Linked DNA regions of Sus scrofa: region 2 is linked to region 1. A link is a contact called in public HiChIP or PLAC-seq data. All regions are on one chromosome and are shown on one strand. The core of a region is the stretch at or near the end of the contact, and the rest is flanking DNA. Distances in the headings are between cores, read along the strand shown.

The links. HiChIP or PLAC-seq counts read pairs in DNA pulled down with a chosen protein or histone mark.
Region 2: an H3K27ac HiChIP or PLAC-seq map of alveolar macrophages shows a contact between it and region 1. The contact joins two enhancer-like sites. A contact is called at or near these places in 9 of 47 Hi-C or Micro-C datasets (embryonic fibroblasts, fetal skeletal muscle, heart right ventricle and 6 more) and 1 of 2 datasets of contacts at active chromatin or transcription factors (alveolar macrophages).

Annotation. Positions count from the first base shown.
Region 1 is chr17:46,806,468-46,809,167 of Sscrofa11.1, forward strand. It overlaps LOC102159476 (a long non-coding RNA gene), which reads right to left. Exons shown (of 7, transcript XR_002340077.1): 2 at 2,345-2,479. It also overlaps a transcript of HNF4A not described here. Among named protein-coding and RNA genes, the nearest start is that of HNF4A, 13 kb to the right of the region's middle. Within about 2 kb of position 1,359, at least 35 of the 83 cell types and tissues checked have an H3K27ac peak or open chromatin away from gene starts, as enhancers often do. A contact at or near this core is called in alveolar macrophages, where this site is marked.
Region 2 is chr17:47,078,461-47,081,160 of Sscrofa11.1, forward strand. It overlaps LOC106506691 (a long non-coding RNA gene), which reads right to left. Exons shown (of 3, transcript XR_002340084.1): 3 at 1,789-2,334. Among named protein-coding and RNA genes, the nearest start is that of ADA, 7.6 kb to the left of the region's middle. Within about 2 kb of position 1,446, at least 5 of the 83 cell types and tissues checked have an H3K27ac peak or open chromatin away from gene starts, as enhancers often do. A contact at or near this core is called in alveolar macrophages, where this site is marked.

The DNA of each region.
Region 1 (2,700 bases), core at 109-2,608:
ATGTACTAAGCACTTCATGTACATGATATCAGTTTCTCCCCCCAAATCTCTTCAGTTATTCATCCAACAAATATCTATTAAGCACTTGTTATATGTTTGCCTTTAAACCGTTCAAGATGTGGGATCTACCCTGGGAAACACAACAGACAAGGATCATCTCCTCCATAGGGGTGGAGGAGATAGAATGAGATACATAAATAAACTGAAATATGTGTAATTTCATACTGTGAGAAGTGGTAAGAAGAAAAAAGGTACAGGGACAGAGAATAAAGGGGTGAAGGATGTGGAGAATCTACCTAAATACATAGAAGAGTCCTCCAAGACAATTAAGCAGAGATCCGAAAGATCTTTATTTGCCAGCCATGCAAAGAACCAAGGAACCATTTTCCAGGCAACCAGAAAAGAATGTGCAAAGGACCTGAGACAGGAAGAGGGGTGGGGGAAGCCCAGAGTGGCTGGAGCCACTAGGATGGGAATGAGTGGAATAAAATAGGTTGGAAATGTAAGGCTATTGAAGCAATGTCATGCAGGCCTCACAGTCCATAGGAGTTCTGAATTTTATGAGTTTTAGTATAAATGCACAGAAAGCTGGAACAGTGTAAGGGAGGCACCTGATCCAATCTGTCTGTGGAAAATCATCCCTTGCCCCCGAGTGTAGAGTGAGTGGTAGAAGTTCCAGAGCAGCAGGATAAAAGACTGATTTTAATTTTAATTTTGCAGACCTAGAGAGAGGATGGTGATGGGGACGAGGTTGGCTGTGGTGGAGATGAAAAAGGTGAAAATTTGAGATACTGTTGGAAGTGGCAAGAACTGGATTTTCTGATTAGGTGGGAGGAATGGGAGGAAGGTCACAAAAATCCTAGGATTTTGGCTTGAATAACTGAGATGGGGGTGAGCTGATGGATTACAGACAACTAACGTAGGTATTGTCCTACTTCAAAGATAGTAAACGGACTCCAATTTTCAAGTGTGTTTAATTCCAAAGGTCATGCTTCCCACTCTCCTGGACCCACATACAAATTTTTATAGGGGAGGAGGATATTTAATGATCTATCAATAACTGCTAAGATATATAAATACCCATGAATGCAAACATGGGCTTCCACATGCAGCCCGCACAAAGACTGGAACGCTCCCTAGAGGTGCTTGCACGTTGCGACGGGAGGTTGGGAACAAAAATTTCCTATATGATAACTGCCGCGCGGTACCCGCTTTAGGGAGCCGGTTTTTAGATATTGCGTTCTGATTGGCGTAGTGACCATGTGCTGGTGTGTGATAGGAGGAAAGTTAGCTCGTCCATAACTAAACCCAGCGAGTTGTGATTGGTGATCATGTCAATTGCCTTCCGCGGAGTTTAGAGAATCATAGGTTGCTGGGCCTCTGATTGGTGGGATTACGATACGACCTCTGTGATTGGTGAAGCCCGCGTAGTTATTTAAAAGTTTCTATACGCCAGTTCCTGCGTTGACCACTAGGAGGAGCCCAGGACACGCAAAGCGCTGCGCTGGGGCGCCTCGAGCTGCTTCCTCCAGCAGGGCCACCGGCTGTGCGCATCGCAGGTTCGGACCTGAGCCCTGGGTCCCACCAGGGACAAGGGTGGTGGGATAGGGGCGGGGGGACGGTGACAGAGCTCCCAGCTCCGGCCCAGGTGGCTACGCTTATCTACACAGCCCCTTTGCCTCCTTCTTCCGGCTTTCAGCCCCGCAAAGGAACTTTGGCTGACCGAGGGGGTGGGGCTGCGAGTTCCTGAAGGTTTATGAAGGCCCAGATACGAACCGCAAAATTACGGAATCTGTCAAGTGAGACTCCGCAGCGACCCCCGGCTGCGCCCTCTGCTCGCCTCTGAGCCCTGTGTCAATTTTTACAGCCTCCACTCCCTTTAAGAGCCTCAAAGGACTTTTCCAAAGTAGCATTTCACCGGAGCTTAGAACTGTCCCACGAAGGTAAAGGCTACCAGCTGGTGATCATCTTATCCACAGATGGCCCCTTCCATCCGCAGTCGCTATCACATTGTGCTGTCATTGTCTTCACTGCACTTAACCACTATTTGAAACTCTTTTATTGATTTACTTCCTCACTGTCTGTTTCCTCTGCGCCTCCCCACCAAGATACAAGTTCTGTAAGGGAGACAATACAGTGGCCAGATCCAATGCAGAATGCCCAGTTACATTTGAATTAGAGATAAACAACAGGAATTTTTCAAAGAGTAAGTATGTACCATGTGTTATTTGGTACATACTTGTATTCAAAGAATTATTCATTGTTTACCTGAAATTCAAAGTTGATTGGGCATCCTGTGATTTTGTTTGGTAAAACTGCAACCCTGTTGAGCAGGGGGTCTTACCTATTCACTGCTGTATCTCCAGCACCCACAGCAGTGCACATGGAATGTGCTGGATAAATGTTGAACGACTGGATGGGCAAATTTCTTCATTCATTCATCCAACTCAATATACTGAGTGCCAGCTGGGTCCTGGAACTTTAAGGGTAAAAGGAGTCACAGTCCAAGGGAGGAGGCAGACAAACAACCAGTAACCACCATTTGATTAAACTTTGATGATGCCAAACATGGGGGCTGTGGGAGCTCCAAGGGGGAGCCCTGATCTGCCTGATACAGCAGGACTGCCTGGAGGAAGATGACTAAGGTGGGACTTGGAGGATGAGGAGGTGAAGAGAGAGGTTTGACAGGTGCTCTGGACA
Region 2 (2,700 bases), core at 196-2,695, 270 kb after region 1:
GTAACACATAGAATGTTACAAATATCCTGCAAACACTCAGAGAAGTAAGAGTTCTTGTTCCTGTAACAATTCCCTGTGGGCAGGAATTCTATTCAGTCCTTCTGGGACTCAGGCTGAATCTACAACACGTGGGTCTCAAGGGTGCCCTGGGAGTCATCTGTATTCCAGCCTTTCAGAGACGGGAGAGAGTATTAAGAAGTGTTTGGAAGTACCCTCCGAGATGGGAGAGAGTATTAAGAAGTGTTTGGAAGTACCCTCCTGGCTCGGTAGTAGAGAATCTGACTAGCATCCATGAGGATGCAGGTTCCATCCCTGGCCTCGCTCCGTGGGTGAAGGATCCGGTGTTGCTGTGAGCTGTGGTGTAGGTCGCAGGCCAGCAGCTGTAGCTCTGATTCAGCAGCGCCTAGCCTGGGAACTTCCATATGTTGCATGTGCGGCCCTAAAAAGAAAAAAAAAAAAAAAAGAAGTAGAAGGAGGAAGAGGGGGAGAAGAAGAGGAAGGAGGAGATGTCCGGGAGTTTGAGGGGCCAGGCTCACAAGCTGCATACTATACTCCAGCTCCCATTCAATCCCTGCAATAGGTCATGTGGCCACACACTGAATCACAGGGGAGGCTGGGAAATGTAGTCCAGGCTGGAAGGACCAGCGAGTCTGGATGTGGGTGTCCAGCAGTCTCTGCTGGAGTGGGAATGCATCTTCCCCAAGGTAGTCCTTTTGCTCCCCTTCCCATAAGACTTGTCACATCTTCTGTGTATCAGGGAGTCATGGGGCCTTGTCTAACCTTACCAGGCACCTTGGTAGTCTTCAAAGGCAGGACAGGTTCAACTTCTAAATCTCTAGCCCTGACCTAGGGCTTGCTGGAGAGTGGGAGCCTGTTACATGTTGGTGGAATGATGGGAGGCCAGTAGGCAATTCAGTGTTCACAAGGTCATGGTTCTCAAGCTCCTGGATCTAGGGCCTGACCTTGTATCCAGCCTTATGCAGGGCTCAGGCTGCCTTAGGTTAAGTCAAAGAACAAAGGAAAGAGTTTGAGACATAGGCAAAATAATCCCTCCCCACCTCATACACTCATACAAAATATGTCACAATAATACTCCGATTTATTGAGTACCTATTATGTGTGGGTCCCCATGAGAAGGTATGTGCCGTGGAGGGAAGGGAAGAACCCTGGGCGGGCAGGCAGGAGCCCTGGGCTTACATCCTGGCTCTGGGTGACTGAGGCGGGTGGGGGATAGGGGTAACCTCATTCATTCAGCACGTAGTTGCCTAGCTGGCTCCGTACCAGACACAGGCTTTGGAGGTGGAAAAACCCCCTTCTCTTGAGTTTGCTCAAGGTGCAGTAGGGAAGCCAATGCCATTGGTTTGATACAATATGACAAGAGTCATTAAGTATTTCTTCCTCCTGCCTCTGTTGTCTTCCTCTGAGAAACTTCAAGCCAGGGATTGGGGTATTAAGAGTTGCAAACTCAAGGGCTGACAGAGCAAGCATGGAATGCAGACAGTCTGGAGTCTTGGCTCTACTGCTTCCAGCTTTGTGACCTGTGACCTGGACGAGTGTTTCTGAGCCTCAAATTCCTCATCTTTGAGTGGGAATGACACACACATGTACCAAGGTCATATAAATATATTTCACACCCCTAGCTCATATCTAGTATATAGGATAATATATGTATACACACACACACACATATATATATATATACACATATACACACACATATCTAGCTCATAGGATTATATATATATATTACATGATATACATATATTATAAAGTATTATATATGGACCTTATAGATATTTTATATATATTAGCAATAGGAGTGGGGGATTTTGCAATGAAGGAGCAGGTGTCTCATCTAAATGCTGCCATGCTGAATGAATCTAGTATTGCCAGATCCCCCAACTATTCAAGAAAAGCCAGAAAATGCAATTTTAGTGTTGAAAATATGTCCAAATATCTCCTGATTTTTAAAACTTTGTATGAGCTAAAGAAAACATCTGTGGACCAGATTTTGCCCCTGAGCTAAGGTCTCCACTGATTCTCATCTTCTAGGATCTCTGAATAGGAAAGAGAACAACAACGATGGAGTGGTTGTCCCCAACTCAAGTTTACAGGATTAGGATCATATGCACACAACAGAAAATCCTAAAATTATAGCAGCCAAAACAAGAAAGAAGTTGGTTTGTACGTCACATGAAAGAAGTCCAAATGTGGGCAATGCAGGTATGGCAACTCCATGAAGATGGCTCCTTCCATCTCTCTGCTCTGCCATCCTTAGCAGGTGGTCCTTATCCTCATTGTCCAAGATGGCTGCTGGAGTGCAGGCCTTCACATCTGCATCCCAGAGAGCAGAGTGGAGGAAGACCATTTCTCTTATAAAGCTACTTTCTGATCTGCTCACAACACTACTACCTATATAGTCACATGGCCATACCCAATTGCAAAAGAGACTGGGAAATGCCTTGGAGCTAGAGGGCAAGGTAGCTATCTAAAAAGGGGGATTCTATCACTAAAGAACAGAAGACAGTAGCTGTTATAAGACAACTAGCCATTTCTTCCACATCAAGTAGCCTGGTGTGTGAGGAGGGCATGTGGCTAGGTAGTGGGGGGTGTCACTTGCAGCCAGCCTCTGCCACCCACTTCACCTCTCCTGCCTCATGTATCTTTGAGCTTCTTTCGGACCAAAAGAAAATTAGGGAA